2 separate regions of the Mus musculus genome follow, and region 1 is linked to region 2. A link is a contact called in public promoter capture Hi-C data. All regions are on one chromosome and are shown on one strand. Each heading gives the region's core, a stretch centred on a gene start, on an enhancer-like site or on the middle of the called end of the contact. The rest is flanking DNA. Distances are from core to core; before and after follow the strand shown.

Region 1 (2,700 bases), core at 130-2,629, 970 kb before region 2:
GCTCAGTACCCCCTTCATGTCAATTCGTCACAGGCTTTAGTATAAACCTGTGAGCATCAGGCAGACATGTTCATAATTTACTAATAGGTTTACTATTTTCAAATATTCTCTCTCATGAAGAGTACCAGGTGAGGAGGCCACTGTTCTAGAAAGATAGAGAAAGTCTGAAGAGTGCATGTCAAACTCACTGTCCACTCCCCGACTAAGTAGCACCTTCCCAACAGCTTCCCACAGGTAAAGTATAGAGAAGGAAAATGAGAAAATGTGCCTCTCTTTCCCTCACCAACATCTATCAGAACAGTGTCATTTCCACTTTTAAATAAACATGCAGGCCTAATAAAAGAAGAGTAGAAACAATACGCGTTTTTTCTTGTGGTAGAAGCTCAGAAAACACAGAACTCGACTTTAAGTTTTGCACATTTGAACCATCAATGAGTGAGTTCTAACCATTGCCTAGAGAAGATATGCACACACAATTCCGAAGGTCTAAAGAATTCCATTCATTAAAATAAAGACAGGCACTGTGCTGTGCGTAGGCAGAGCGATGTTTTATTTTGTGAAACACTAGTAATTTTCCAACATCTGAAGGAAGTTAAAAAACAATCACTACGATCATTTTGGTTTCTCTGAAGCCAACAGTATATGAGTAATGCTTTGGCACTTTATGGGTCATCCAAAATCATCAAACAGACTTTCAAAAGTGCTTGCAGTAGGAACCACACCTCTTTTTTTTTTTTTTTCCTGGGCATGGAAAAACCACGTAAAACTGGCTTTCAGTGAGGCCAGAATTGTAAGTAACAGACACCCAGTTTATTTTTAGAGACTGGGTTACCATTAATATATATTCAGAGACTTTTCAGTCTGAGTGAAACACATAAAGTCCTTCTCAATTATTTATACAGAAAGGTTTCAGTCTCTACTCTATGTGCTACAGAGCACATAAAATATATACAGCCCAATAATAGGAGCATGCTTAATTAACATACTGATAGATTCACTTTCAACACAATTAATTTGCCCTAAGCAGTACTCACTTTATGAGGTTTTAAATTGTCAGAAAGAGGCGTGCTCGGCTCCAGCTTCAACATGAGGCAATGGAAGATATTCTTTTTATGTTTTTCTTTTAAAGCTTGCTTTGAATCATTTCCCTCTGTATTTAAGGCCTCCCCTCCCCTCCCCACCCCACCCCCCGCCACTGGAGAACTAACCACCAGAGGCTTCACCCCAGCTGTCTGTCTCCCTCTACAAAGCCTGCTCTGCTGCCTCGTGATGCCTCCCTTTCGTTGGAAGTTGACACTGTACTAATAAACATTGCTGGCAAGAGGCTATAATTAAGACCTGAGAGCTTGGGATTATTTAGGAGATATAGCTTAGTTCCTTGTTGCCCTGAGTGCTTCCAGAAGGCAGGAGGTACTTTTTGCTTCTAATTAAAGTGGAGAATACACTGACTGACGGCCATTACATGAGATGAAGTAGGTACATATTTGGACAGGTTTTATTCCCAGTGGTTGCTTCATTTACAGCCTAGCTTTTTCGTTTGTTTTTAGCCTGGGAAGACCAGCTTCACGCAACTTTTAAAATTAAGAATAAAGTAGTCATGTTCACCAGTGGGGTCATGCTGTTGTTACTTCTACGAAGGCAAACATAGCTGACTGGATTCATGTTAGTGTTAGGAAGAAAAGGTTAAAACATTAAGGTAAGTGTGTCTTTGTTTTATTTTTTATTCTTAAAACATGATCGGGGTTATACAAGAGTGTAATTCATGCAGACTAAAAAACACAGGCAAGGATGGACTAGGATGGGGAAATGATCCAGCTTAAGATTTTTTGGCTTAATCGTGTACATCTTTTCAGATGTGGGGTGGTGCTTGGTCATGCTTTGTTAAGAATGCATTAAGAAGGTATCAGGCTAATATCCACTTATCAGTGAGTACATATCATGTGAGTTCTTTTGTGATTGGGTTACCTCACTCAGGATGATGCCCTCTAGGTCCATCCATTTGTCTAGGAATTTCACAAATGTACTCACTGATAAGTGGATATTAGCCCAGAAACTCAGAATAACCAACATATAAGATACAATTTGCGAAACACCTGAAATTCAAGAAGAACAAAGACCAAAGTTTGTGTGGACACTTTGCCCCTTCTTAGAATTGGGAACAAAACACCCATGAAAGGAGTAACAGAGACAAAGTTTGGAGCTGAGACGAAAGGATGGACCAACTAGAGACTGCCATATCCGGGGATCCATCCCATAATCAGCCTCCAAATGCTGACACCATTGCATACACTAGCAAGATTTTGCTGAAAGGACCCTGATATAGCTGTCTCTTGTGAGACTATGCCGGGGCTTAGCAAACACATAAGTGGATGCTCACAGTCAGCTATTGGATGGATTATAGGGCCCTCAATGAAGGAGCTAGAGAAAGTAACCAAGGAGCTAAAGGGGTCTGCAACCCTTTAGGTGGAACAACAATATGAACTACCCAGTACTCCCCAGAGCTCATGTCTCTAGCTGCATATGTATCAGAAGATGGCCTAGTCAGCCATCATTGGAAAGAGAGGCCCATTGGTCATGCAAACTTTATATGCCTCAGTACAGGGGAATGCCAGGGCCAAGAAGTGGGAGTGGGTGGGTAGGGGAGGGGGAGATATGGGGGACTTTTGGGATAGCAATGGAAATGTAAATGAAGAAAATACC
Region 2 (2,700 bases), core at 121-2,620:
AAGATATCTCTCTCTCTCTCTCTCTCTCTCTCTCTCTCTCTCTCTCTCTCTCTCTCTCTCTCTCTCTCTCTCTCTTTCTATCAGAGCCAAGTAATGAGCTTCCCTCAACTAGCTCTGGTCACAAATGCCCAAGTCATAAGATGTGTAGTGATTAGGCTTGCACATGATACACAAAATAAAAATCTATACTTCTTAAGGAAAAAAATATGTGTGTCCTGGTTGCTTTTCCATTCTCAGTGTCCAGAACACTGCCTACTGCTTAGTAAGTACAGTGAATCGAAACAGTGCTTTCTGTGCAGGTGACGTAACTGTAAACGCCTAGGTTAAAATGTTAAGGCAAAAATCAATTGTAAACATAAGCTCTTAGAGCTTAATTTAGGCAACAGAACCTGAGTGAGCACATAGGAAATGTAGGAGCCTTTGGTTATCTCTCTCTTGGAGCCCCATCCACTGTTGGGGTTTCTTTTTCCTGCTCCCTTCACTCAGCATGAATGGAAGAGGGGGGTGGTCAAAGGAAAAGGATGGAAATACAAGAACTCCACAAAGAACTTTTTAGAACAGTATTAGTTACCTTTGAGTCATTTCCATATGTTCTATACCATGTATTGTTATATCATTATACATTTATGTTAAGTATTATGAGAAATCTAGAGATGATTTAAGGCACTTATGGAAGAATAAGTATAGGTTAAATGCGAATATATCACTTTTTATAAATGACTTCCTATAAGTGTAAATCTCCAGATGACGAGAGCAGCTGCGGATTTTGTTATCACGCCAAGGGAGTTCAGGAATCAGTCCTGCCATGAACACAAAGGCTGCTGTATGCAGTGCAGTGGGAAGGATATAGAACTTTAAAAACTATCACTACAGAAGCTGGAATGAACTTAAAATATGAGTTATAGCATGAACAATACAAACTTACCAAAATTTTAACAAGTGATGTGTTCATCTATACTTATGAGCTACTTGCCAGCAATAATTAAATATTTTTTTTAAATGTGGAAAAAAGAGACCAACAACAGCCCTTATGCCAAAATTCACTACCCAAGTGCTAACTCAAATTCCTAGGTAGCTCTAATACCGCCACACTCCTGAACCTGCTGTTCTCTATCACTAATAATCTCCTCTTAGGAAAGTGTGTGGCTCTTCTTGTTCCCCATTGCTTACTGCATTGAACTGTCAATGGTGAGGTTTACAGAGGAAAATCCCTGTGAGTGATAAGGAAGCAAAGGAAAAAGTAGGGAGAAGAAAAAGATGATGTGGGGGAGGGCAGGGAGATTTGGTCAGGCTGCTGTTTGTATGACTCATGGAGGGAACCAGCGGAGGACAGCCTGACACTCACGCAGATCAAAACATCTAGCCATGCCCTGCTTCCACTTTCTAGCCTTGACTGCATTCTAACTGCTCAGATGCAGTGCCCAGCCAACCCATTATCTCGTGGCTTCTGTCAAGTTCCTGATTTTTCTTCTCTTCTTGAAGATGAGGAAGAACTCGGCTTAAGTGTCCTCTGGAACCTACACTGAGACATATTCCAACATGAGTGTAGTCTGACGTGCACTACAGGAGCCATAAGCAGGTAAGGAGATTCTTCATGAAATAACCTGGGTGTGTGGATGGAAGGGTTAGGTCTGAACTGGGTTACACTGGGCAATCTTCATGTTTTACCAGTAGAGTCAGTTTGTGTTTAAAAATGGCAATTGTTTGGCACGTTAAGTATTTGTCGATGGCAATTTGGGGGTCCAAACCTTAAGTGCTCTAATTGATTATTTGGGGCTCCCAGCTGGGTTTAACGTGTCTGTAGTAATTCAAAAGAAACTTTCACAAGTGTCCATCTTGGACATTTCTACCGTGTGAAAGGACACAGAGATGGTTCTCAAAAGTAAGTTCACTGCCGTATTTCTTCTTTCAAAATTTCTCATTACGTACGAATAGTTTCTCCTTTTCTGCCACTGCACACATACACATATAACAAAACTGTGTCTGTTTGAACGCATAGTTACACAGAGAGGAGCTTTTAGCTTGGTCTTGCTGGGAAAGTTAATCCTAATTGCATCTAATAAAATTTGTATTTATTCTTAAGGAAGCTTAAAAACCATATATCTTCATATCCTATACATAGCAAAAATTTACATTCATTAGAAACTTAGTTTATAAATAATCAGTTAAACTCCTTAAAATGCTTGAACTAGTTTCAATTCAACACGTAGGGCGGAGCATGGATCTAGTGTCAGTGCACTCAGTGAGCCCATGCAAGCCACCTAGATTGTTTTGTTTACTGCTGAGTTTTTGGAAGGTTTTTTTTTTTTTTTCTTTTTTTTGGTTGGTTGGTTGGTTGGTTGGTTTTTGCTTGTTTTGTTTTAGGAAATTTAATCCTATGGAGGAAATAAGAGTAAAAAAAAACAACTTACACGTTTATCTTTTTTTAAATATACAAAATCAAAAATACATTTCAAGACTAAATCATCTAAATCCTAACTTGAAATATCAAAGTAACATTTTAAGTTCTATAAACACATAAAACCTTATACTTTAATAAAACTTATAAATACATACAAGCACACGTGTACAGTTTCACATGTGTAGATGTACATATAGCACACATGGTTATACCTGTTAAACCCAAAGAAGAAGAGAGGAAACACCAAGCTGCTCAGAGCTTCAGTCAGGGGAATCGGGCAGCCTGTGGGAAGTGAGCTA

Evidence for each region. Promoter capture Hi-C pulls out the DNA fragments that hold promoters and counts their contacts.
Region 1: a contact with region 2 is called in a promoter capture Hi-C map of second pharyngeal arch cranial neural crest. The contact joins the enhancer-like site here to the promoter of F630111L10Rik in region 2. A contact is called at or near these places in 3 of 39 promoter capture datasets (cranial neural crest, maxillary cranial neural crest and second pharyngeal arch cranial neural crest), 2 of 15 datasets of contacts at CTCF or cohesin (the NIH/3T3 cell line and large pre-B cells), 3 of 484 Hi-C or Micro-C datasets (CD8 T cells, the G1E-ER4 cell line and bone marrow-derived macrophages) and 1 of 115 datasets of contacts at active chromatin or transcription factors (embryonic fibroblasts).

Annotation. Positions count from the first base shown.
Region 1 is chr3:60,122,605-60,125,304 of GRCm38.p6, reverse strand. No RefSeq gene overlaps it. Among named protein-coding and RNA genes, the nearest start is that of Gm24382, 3.8 kb to the left of the region's middle. Within about 2 kb of position 1,379, at least 62 of the 459 cell types and tissues checked have an H3K27ac peak or open chromatin away from gene starts, as enhancers often do. A contact at or near this core is called in the NIH/3T3 cell line, embryonic fibroblasts and second pharyngeal arch cranial neural crest, where this site is marked.
Region 2 is chr3:59,152,298-59,154,997 of GRCm38.p6, reverse strand. F630111L10Rik (RIKEN cDNA F630111L10 gene) reads left to right here and starts at 1,370. Exons shown (of 1, transcript NR_045641.1): 1 at 1,370-2,700. All of the region lies in intron 15 of Med12l (mediator complex subunit 12-like), which reads right to left. It also overlaps a transcript of P2ry14 not described here.